Linked DNA regions of Ovis aries: regions 2 and 3 are each linked to region 1. A link is a contact called in public Hi-C data. All regions are on one chromosome and are shown on one strand. Each heading gives the region's core, a stretch centred on a gene start, on an enhancer-like site or on the middle of the called end of the contact. The rest is flanking DNA. Distances are from core to core; before and after follow the strand shown.

Evidence for each region. Hi-C and Micro-C count contacts between places; a contact is called where the count stands out from the background.
Region 2: a Hi-C map of tail adipose tissue shows a contact between it and region 1, with 2.5 times the contacts expected there. The contact joins the promoter of PMVK here to the promoter of UBE2Q1 in region 1. A contact is called at or near these places in 4 of 16 Hi-C or Micro-C datasets (hypothalamus, liver, skin fibroblasts and 1 more).
Region 3: a Hi-C map of mixed tissues shows a contact between it and region 1, with 4 times the contacts expected there. The contact joins the promoter of KCNN3 here to the promoter of UBE2Q1 in region 1. A contact is called at or near these places in 6 of 16 Hi-C or Micro-C datasets (blood, hypothalamus, liver and 2 more).

Annotation. Positions count from the first base shown.
Region 1 is chr1:104,793,813-104,796,593 of ARS-UI_Ramb_v3.0, forward strand. It overlaps UBE2Q1 (ubiquitin conjugating enzyme E2 Q1), which reads right to left and starts at 1,351. Exons shown (of 12, transcript XM_060414764.1): 1 at 907-1,351. The coding sequence starts at 1,233.
Region 2 is chr1:105,153,690-105,156,470 of ARS-UI_Ramb_v3.0, forward strand. PMVK (phosphomevalonate kinase) reads right to left here and starts at 1,399. Exons shown (of 5, transcript XM_060414815.1): 1 at 1,240-1,399. The coding sequence starts at 1,334.
Region 3 is chr1:105,086,644-105,089,424 of ARS-UI_Ramb_v3.0, forward strand. KCNN3 (potassium calcium-activated channel subfamily N member 3) reads right to left here and starts at 1,409. Exons shown (of 9, transcript XM_027975753.3): 1 at 186-1,409. The coding sequence starts at 1,082.

The sequences.
Region 1 (2,781 bases), core at 101-2,600:
CAGGGTCAACACTACCACATCAGATGGGATCAGTCATTTTAAGTGCTATACCGTGCAGTATCAGGTATTCCCAGATTACCAGACGCCAACCCTATTTCCAGAATGTTTGAGGCTAGCCTAAATGGAAGACGTGTAAGGTGTTTCCCAGCCCTGCACACCTAGGATGGAATGATGCTCACTGGGAGAAAAGGAACTGTTACCACTCAGAACAAATGAGATTGCCCTTGCACATCACCATCATTACTAGGAAAGGTAACAACCCAGGGCAACTGGAGATATCCATAGGGAACAGGATGGGAGTGGCAGCTACCAGCTGGGGCAAAAGGAGGAGAATTAGAGGTTACACCAGAATAAAAGGCAATCCAAAGGAGAGGAAGCAAAGGGGTCATGAATTGCAAACTATCACTGGTAAAATTCAGAGAGAAAGAGGGACTGAATGACAGACACCTGGGCAGGGATCTCACAGGTGGCAACGTCCTAAACCAAAGGTACTTCTGAGAAGGGGGTAATCACTGAATCTACAGAATTCCAAGCCAGGTCCTTCCAGCTGAAGTCAATGAAGAGGCCTGGAACCTTGAGATGGGGGGCGAGGAAGAGGGGCATTCCCAGGTGTCAAGAAAAGTCGTGAAGTAACCAAAATGAGCCAAAATTATGAACCTTGCGATGTGGGTGGGTAATGGGAAGGGGTAGTCGAGGCGCCATATGTCAGGGTGTCCCTGACTATGAAGGGTAGAGATTCTGGGTCCACGGCAGAATCTCAAGCGTCAGAAACAAGTGCAACCTGAAGAAAAAGAGCCGAACCCCGAGAGGGGATTCGGCCTCCCAGCTCTCTCGAGAGCAAAAAGCTGTGTGGGGTGAGTCCCAGACAAGAGGACCCCAGAGACGCGCACACGAGGGGGTCCTCACCGTGATGTTGCAGTGGATGCGGACGGGATCCCCAGGCACCGACCCCCGTGGGGGGAGATGCGGTCCGGGCGCGGCCCCCGCCCCGGCCCCTCCGGCCCCAGCCAGCAGGAACTCGCAGCTCAGCTCGTCCAGGCAGGCGCTGGCAATGCGGAAGCGCTCGTGGCCGCGGTGGAAGATGGACTCGAGCAGCTTCAGCTCCCGCCTCAGGCAGGGCCCCGGCCCCGGGCCCCCCCCCGGGCCGCCCCCGGCCCCCGGCGCCGCCCCCTGGCCCCCCAGCTGCTGCCCCGGCCCCGGCTGCTGCTGCCCCTGCGGCTGCGGCTGCTGCATCCTCCGCTCCGCTCCGCTCCGGGGCCGGCGGGCCGGGAGCCTCCGGCCTCCGCTCCGGGCTCCGCCGCCGCCGCCGCCGCCGCCGCCGCGGTCCGCACTTCCTGATCCCCCCTTCGCCAAGATGGCGCCGCCGCCACCTCCGGGACAGGGCCCCCCCCTCCGCTCGCCGGCCCCCCCCACCGCCGGAAGCCGCGTGCCCCTCCTCCTCCTCCTCGGCGGCCCCGCCTCCGTCCCCCGTCACGTGACCTCACTGCTCCGACCTCCTTCACGTGACACCTCTCTCCTTCCCGCCCCCTTGTTCTGTACATGTGACCCGGGGCTTCGGGCTCGCCGCCTTCAGCTCCTCAGTGCGTGTTTACGTATGGCGTGCGTGCGTGCTAGAGCCCTCGCCGCCGAGCCCCTCTCACGTGACCCGGCGCCGCGTGCTCCCAGGGGCTACCTGCGCGGGACCGTGTTTCCTGCTCTGGGCTCTTCTTCCCCCGCCCGGAACCGTGATGAACATGCAGGGCTTTCTGTGAGCAGAGAAGAAAGAGAGCTGCGGTCGCCGCTGTATCATCTGTATCCTGCACCCACCCGCCTGTCCTCGGCGCGCGGTCCCCAAGGCTCTGTTCCCTTGGGGCCACGCTGAAATGAGGAGGGGCGTGTGACTGGGGAGGGAGCCAGGGACCCGACCCGGTTACAGGAGGCTTGGGTTGTCATCTCCGATGTTTTGTGACCTTGGGTTAACCACCTTCCCTGAGTTTTCTCATCTGTGCAATGATTTTGATGAGGATGCTAATGCTTGCTTTGCCTGCTCCGGAGGACTGGATGCGAGGAGATCGCAGAGTGATCACTGGTCAATTCTGCACGACGGGTAGTCGATAGCTGACTCTTCGCGCTTATCAGTCCCTTTGGGTCTGAACGTGGGTCGGGGAGGGACAACACAAGCTTCCTCTGCAGGGTCATGGAAGGAGGACGTCACTAGTCTAAACCTTTAACCCGGCAATAAAATGAAAGGAGACCACAATCCCAGTCCAAAGTCTATCGGGCTTGTCGCAGTGGTCCTGGCATAGCCGGTGTAGGCGGCAGTGCTTCCAGGGTCTCGCTAGGTGGCGCTATCACAAAGGACAAAGCTGGCTGAGGTTCCAGAGACCGATAGTTGGCGTTCCACTTCGGAGGGCAGGTGTCAGCCCAGATAGGGCCTGATGGGTTCTATCGAGCCAACTCCGCGCTTGAACAGCTGGCCAGATTGCTACCTTCTCTTTTCACTTGGACTAAAATGAGTTAGCCTTTGTGGGAGCTTGACTGTGCACCTCAGTGCTTTGTTCTGGGCTACTCATTTATGTTGTCAGTGGAGGTTGAAAAGGCCTTCATTGGCTAAATTGGGTTCCGGGTATTCAAAGATGATTTATCTCCTTTTGGGAGACTGGACAGATAGCTACATGTCACTTTTATGAATGTGCTAATTGGGAGCACAAAAGGCTGTGCTAAGAAATCCTGTTAATTGAAGTATATTCAGTATCTCGTGATAACCTGTAATAGAAAATGATGGGGGGAAAAATTGGGTTG
Region 2 (2,781 bases), core at 149-2,648, 360 kb after region 1:
GTAACTAGGTGCTAAGAGTTGTGCACATTATCTCATTTAATCCTTACAACCACGCTATTATCTCCAACTCATGGATGACAAAACTGAGGAACAGAATGCATAAGAAACTTGGACAAGATCATACTCGAATAAACTGATGAGTCAGGATTTGAATCCCAGCAGTCTTAATTCCCGAGTCTGTGCTTCTGACCACAAAGTGATTGATGTGCTGGGTTGAGAAATGTAACTTGGGAAAAGGTGACAGATACTTAGTGGTGAAAGATTCAGGTGGCAAATTCTGCCTTGGATTTTCTACAACCTCTTAGACTCCCCATGGTGCCCAAAAGCAGCCTCCTAGCACCCTCAACACACTGGCCTTCAACAGGAGAGAAGCCCCATTCCACCTTCTCTGGCTTCTGTGCTCTGCTTAGCCAGAAAAAAATGCTCCCACACAGAACATCTTCCTTTGGGAGAAAACCTGCTGAAATTCCCTGGTGGCCCAGGGGTTAAGACTCCACACTTCCACTGCTAAGGTCTGGGATGCGATCCCTGATTGGGGAACTAAGTCTCAAAAGCGAGCAGGCAGAGGCCAAAAAAAAAAAGACACTTAAACAAAAAAGTATTAAAGAAGCAATAGGGAAAAGCAAAAACAATCCATTCCTTAGAGCTAGAAGAAAGCTGAATTTGAGTCCTGGATCTACCAACTTTGTGTTCCTGGCAGGTTTGGGTGTCGTTTGTCTTTTGAACTTTTCAGAGTCTCCTTTTTTGCATGTGCAAAATGAAGATACTGACTAAAAATAACACCCAGTACCTAACAACAGTATCTGGCATACAATAAAAGCTCAATAAATCCCATCAGCTAGGTGGAGTACTAGCTAAGGATTTGTCTGTGGAGTCAGATACAATTGGGGTGTGGTCTGAGGCAAATCCTTTATTTGTGACTCAGTTTCTTCTTCTGTACATTACCTCGAATTACTGTCTGGGGGATTAGGAATGGTGTATAAAAAGCGCCTTGGTAGCAACTGTTACTAATACTTCTCGAAAGATCTATAGCCCGCCTGGTTCTTTGAGGGGGGGGCGTGTGTAGACTGCTGTTTTTCCTGACGGTGACAATCCTCCACTTCTGGCCAGCCAGTGGTCCTTCTGCCCTGCAACCTGAGGACCCCAACTCCAAGGCTCACTCCATCACACCCCAACACACCCCTCGTGTCACGTGATTCGGGGTCTCCCGGTCCTCCTCCTTCCCCACCCCACGGACACCTGCTCTGAAGCGCCTCGGTCACGAAGTCCTTCCCGGATTTCCTCTTCCCGCTGAACAGCAGCACCAGCCCCGGGACGCCTCCCAGCGGGGCCATGGGGTCAGCACGCTTTGCGATCCCTAAAGCTAACTTTCCCCTACCCCTTAAATCCGACCACTGGCACAGAATGGACGCGGCCACTCGGTGGAGCGGCGACAAGGAGGGGTTCCGCCCCCGCCCCCGTCTTCTTCATGGCCGTGGAGACGATAGTCAGCCAGCACACGTGCTTCCGCGACTTTAAATTAAAGCCTGCGCAAGTGGAATACGGAGAGACAGAATGTTAATTCCTAGGGCAGCCTTCTTCCTTAAAGAAGCTCCCCTACCAGAACTCATTTGGAATCGCCCAACCCGCCCACAACCTGACGTCACGGCCACGCCTTCTTAGCTGGCACGCGTGACACGTGGGGAGGCGGGAGTTGGACGCAACTATTCTCTTCCCGGGGTGGTGACGTCTTAAAATTTCCTAAGTGAACCTTACACTGCCTTCCACATAATCCTACAAACACACCAAAGAAAGAATAAACTTGTTCATATTGCGAAAGCTTTCAGAACTACCTGTTTATCTGTTCATTTTAATGCATGTGCTAAAGCAAATCCGTATATGCCCCCCACAGTGAAAATAGGTGTTTCTGGATGTGAAATAAGGCGAGGACTCGAGGGGCGTGTCTTGTGACGTCATGCAGGGGCGGGGTTAGTCAAACGCTTTATTTTATTGTTAAATGGCATTTATTAAAGTCAGCGAGGCTACTGCAGTTCGACACTTTAAGCCAAGAAAGAAAAATCACGTCGGTTTTATAGCCACGGCTTCCTCTCCAAAAGTTTTTTGAAGGCAGAGAGCTTGGAATAAAATAAGTTTAAAAGGCTCTTTGAAGCCACTCCTGGGCTAGCTTATCTAGTTTCACCTGGAGTCCAGCTCTCAACCGAGAGTTCAAGGGGCAAAATAAGGGGCAGTGATCTGTCTCTATCCTGAATTCCCAGCTCTGACTCTGCCCACAGCAGCTGCCAGCCAGCCCCAGTTACGAAAGTGGAGTTGTCTTTAGCTATGGCTCGCTGCCCTGTATCTCTCTGAATTTGTCAAAACAGCCTGCAAACCATTACTGCTTCTGTTTTACGTGCTATCATGTAAAGAGAAGTGAGGTGTGAAGATCTCCTTTGGGAGAAACCGTTAATTCTCCCAACATGGAAAAGATGGCACAGAAGCAGCTAAGGAAAATAGAATGATCAGTGGTCAGATACGAAAAGAATGGACTTTGCGAAGGTCTTTTTTTCCTTGTAAGCAACTCTGAAAGCACTGCACATTTGCATGTACTTCGAAGGAAGCCTACAGTGGAATTGTAATCCCAGCTTTGGCATCCCAGCACTTGGCAGGAATGTGACCTTCAGCAAGTCACTCTTGAGTTCCCATCTCACAGGTTGTATTAAGAAGGAAATGAGGAAAATATATGATAAAATACAATAAATATGCTTCATTTATTATTAAGTGCCAGATGCGAAGAGCCGACTC
Region 3 (2,781 bases), core at 159-2,658, 290 kb after region 1:
CGGGATTAAGCAGGAAAACCATGGGAAGTTAAGTGTTCGATATAATTGAGCAAACGCCTCTCCCCACCACCATCATCTCTCTCTCTCTCCCCCAATCTGTCTCTCTCTCTCCCCCACTCTCTCTCTCTTTTGCTACCTACATATTCCTTTTGTTCAAAGGTATAAAGAGAAACTGCAGCCCCTACCTTTGAGTACAAACCCCAAGAGAGCTCGGTCTCTATCACCATAACAACAATTCCAAACATCCCAAAAATCAGAGCATAGTCACTCAGTCGCTTCCTCTTTTCAAACAGGGCCCTCCTGTGTCCCAGCTTATAGCCAATGTTTTGGTTTTTCCGCTTGTTGGCTTTGGGGAAGGTGGCGCTGCTGGCGGTGGTACCGGCATGCTGGTGGTTTTGGGTGGCATTGGGGTGATGGAGCAAGGTCTGGTGGGCATGGTTGTCCTCCCGGGAGGAGATGATGATCTCCGGGGGGTTGCTGGGGCTGAAGAGCTGGAGGGGTTGGCCCTCAGGCTCAGCCTCAATGAGGTTCCTCCGGGAGGCGCTGAGGCGGCTAAGGGGCTTCATGACCCCCCCGCTGTACTTGCAGGAACTCATGGCGATCTCCGTGAAGGGGTTGCTGTCCCGCCGGTGCACCAGGGGGCTGGCCTGCCGGTGCCTGCCGCCTCCACCAGGCCCACTTGTGGCTGTGGAACTTGGAGAGTGGCCAAGCAAGTGGTCATTGAGATTGAGCTGGCTGCCTTGCCTGGAGGAAGGGTGGAGGATGGCGGTGGAGTTGGATGAAGGGGGGCCCCTGAAAGCAGTGGGAGAGGAGTGTAGCAGGCCGGGATGGACGGGCTGGCTCTGGAGTTGGGTGAGCTGAGATAGGGGATGCGGTGGCTGCTGCTGCTGCTGCTGCTGAAGCTGCGGAGGCTGAGGCTGCAACGGGGGTCCTGGGGGCTGCTGAGGGGCTGCTGGTGGTGCTGGCGGTGGTGGCGGCGGCTGCTGCTGCTGCTGCTCATCCCCGGAGGATGGACAGGGGCACTTGGGGTCTTCATCCAGGTCCCCCACCCCAGAGTCATGGAAGTGCCCAGAAGTGTCCATCTTGGGGCCGGGCTGGATTGCCTGCAGCACAACCCCCCACCCCAAAGCCACCCTCGTTCCAAAGATGTCCTCAAAGAAAGCCAGGCATCCAAGCTCCCCCACCAGAGTGTCTTGGCTCCAGTCCTCTCTCTTTGGCTTGCTCCGGTTCTCTGGGGCTGCCTGGAGTCCAGACGCTGCCACTCAAGAATGCATGGTACTGGGCAGGGAAGGAGGGCAGGAGGGGAGCTTGGAGAAAGAAGAAGAAGGGGGAAAAAGAACTCTGTCTCAGGAGGTGGTCCTCTAGGAGCGTGTGAGGCCAGGCTCAGCTTCACTCCTCGCTGGCTCAATAGCTTTGCTCTCCTCCTCCTGCCACTGTTATAGGGTAAGCCAAGCCCACTTATTAGCAGCCGGTCTCATTGGCTTGGCTTAACTCTCCAACCACCTCCTAACTCCGCCCCCCGCAAAGGCTCCTCCCCGGAGGAGGGGCCTGCCGCGCTCCGCTCCCAGCCCCGGCGGCGGCGCAGCGCGGGCTGGGAACTGTAGTTTCCGCTTCCCACCCGGGAGCTGAGCAGCTGCCCTCTTTTCCTCTGACAGGTATGGCAGAAACCCGTCAGCCCACGGCGATACGGGATGTATGCGCACGCGGGGTGGTGGCGAAGAGGAGCAGAGGTCCTCGTACGGAGGGGAACTGTGCACCCCGATGCGGTGGCAAGAAACAGGAAGTTATTAATGGTCAGGGTCTATGATAGCTTATTTCACGCCTATTATCCAGCTACAGCCTGCAAATACCCAAGGAGGCGGGCATCGTGTTTCCATTTCACAAACTGATGCTCAGAGATATTGAGTAACACCTTCAAGGTCACAGAAGCAAAGGGCACATCCTCCTGACCCCAGGTAGATACTGAACTGCCTGCAATATGTGTGCAGGAGCATCTGTTATTTCTAAGCCTCACAACAACCCTATGAAAATGATGTCATTATTCTTCTACAGATGAAAATCGTTCTTTAAAAAAACCACTCAAGCACAGAGAAGTAACTTGCCAGATGTTACCCCATTTGTAATTAAGGGTAGTAGAATCTGAACCCAGGTCAGTCTGAACCCACAGCCCCTATACCATCTCCCAAGATGCCTTTCTACTATGACGCTCAGTGAAAAGTGGTGGCTCCATAAATGTGGCTCAAATGACGAGTGGGAAAGAGCCAGATAGAAGTTGTGGGGGGAGAACTGGCCTCCGCAAAGCAGGATGTGTGAAAGGGACTATGGCTGCAGCCAGACTTGGAGTCACGGTAGGGTCTGGCGGGAAGACTGAAGACCCCTGTGGTTGCTCCCCACCTGATCTGTTCCATGGAGTTCTGAGAGTCAGAGCTGGGAACAGCTGCTGGCTTCCCAGGTTCAGAACCATCATCAAGTATTTATTAAGCTCCCACTGTGTGCAAAGGGAGTTCCAAAGAAATGGGACCCTGCTGAATTCATTTCCATTTCTAACTGCAACTGACTTAGAGATCAGTGAAGAGGGGCCTGGGATTCCCCAGGCACACCTGGGGTTTTAGGAAGGCGATGTCTTCCTACCTGGCTCTTGGTCCCACCATCACCCCTTGGCCTCTGTCTAGCTGCTTTCCTGGTGGGAAGGGGGAAGAGTAGGAGAGCCATGCACACATACACACACACAGATACACGTATGCAGGTGCACATATATACACAGGTGTGCACTCAGTGGTC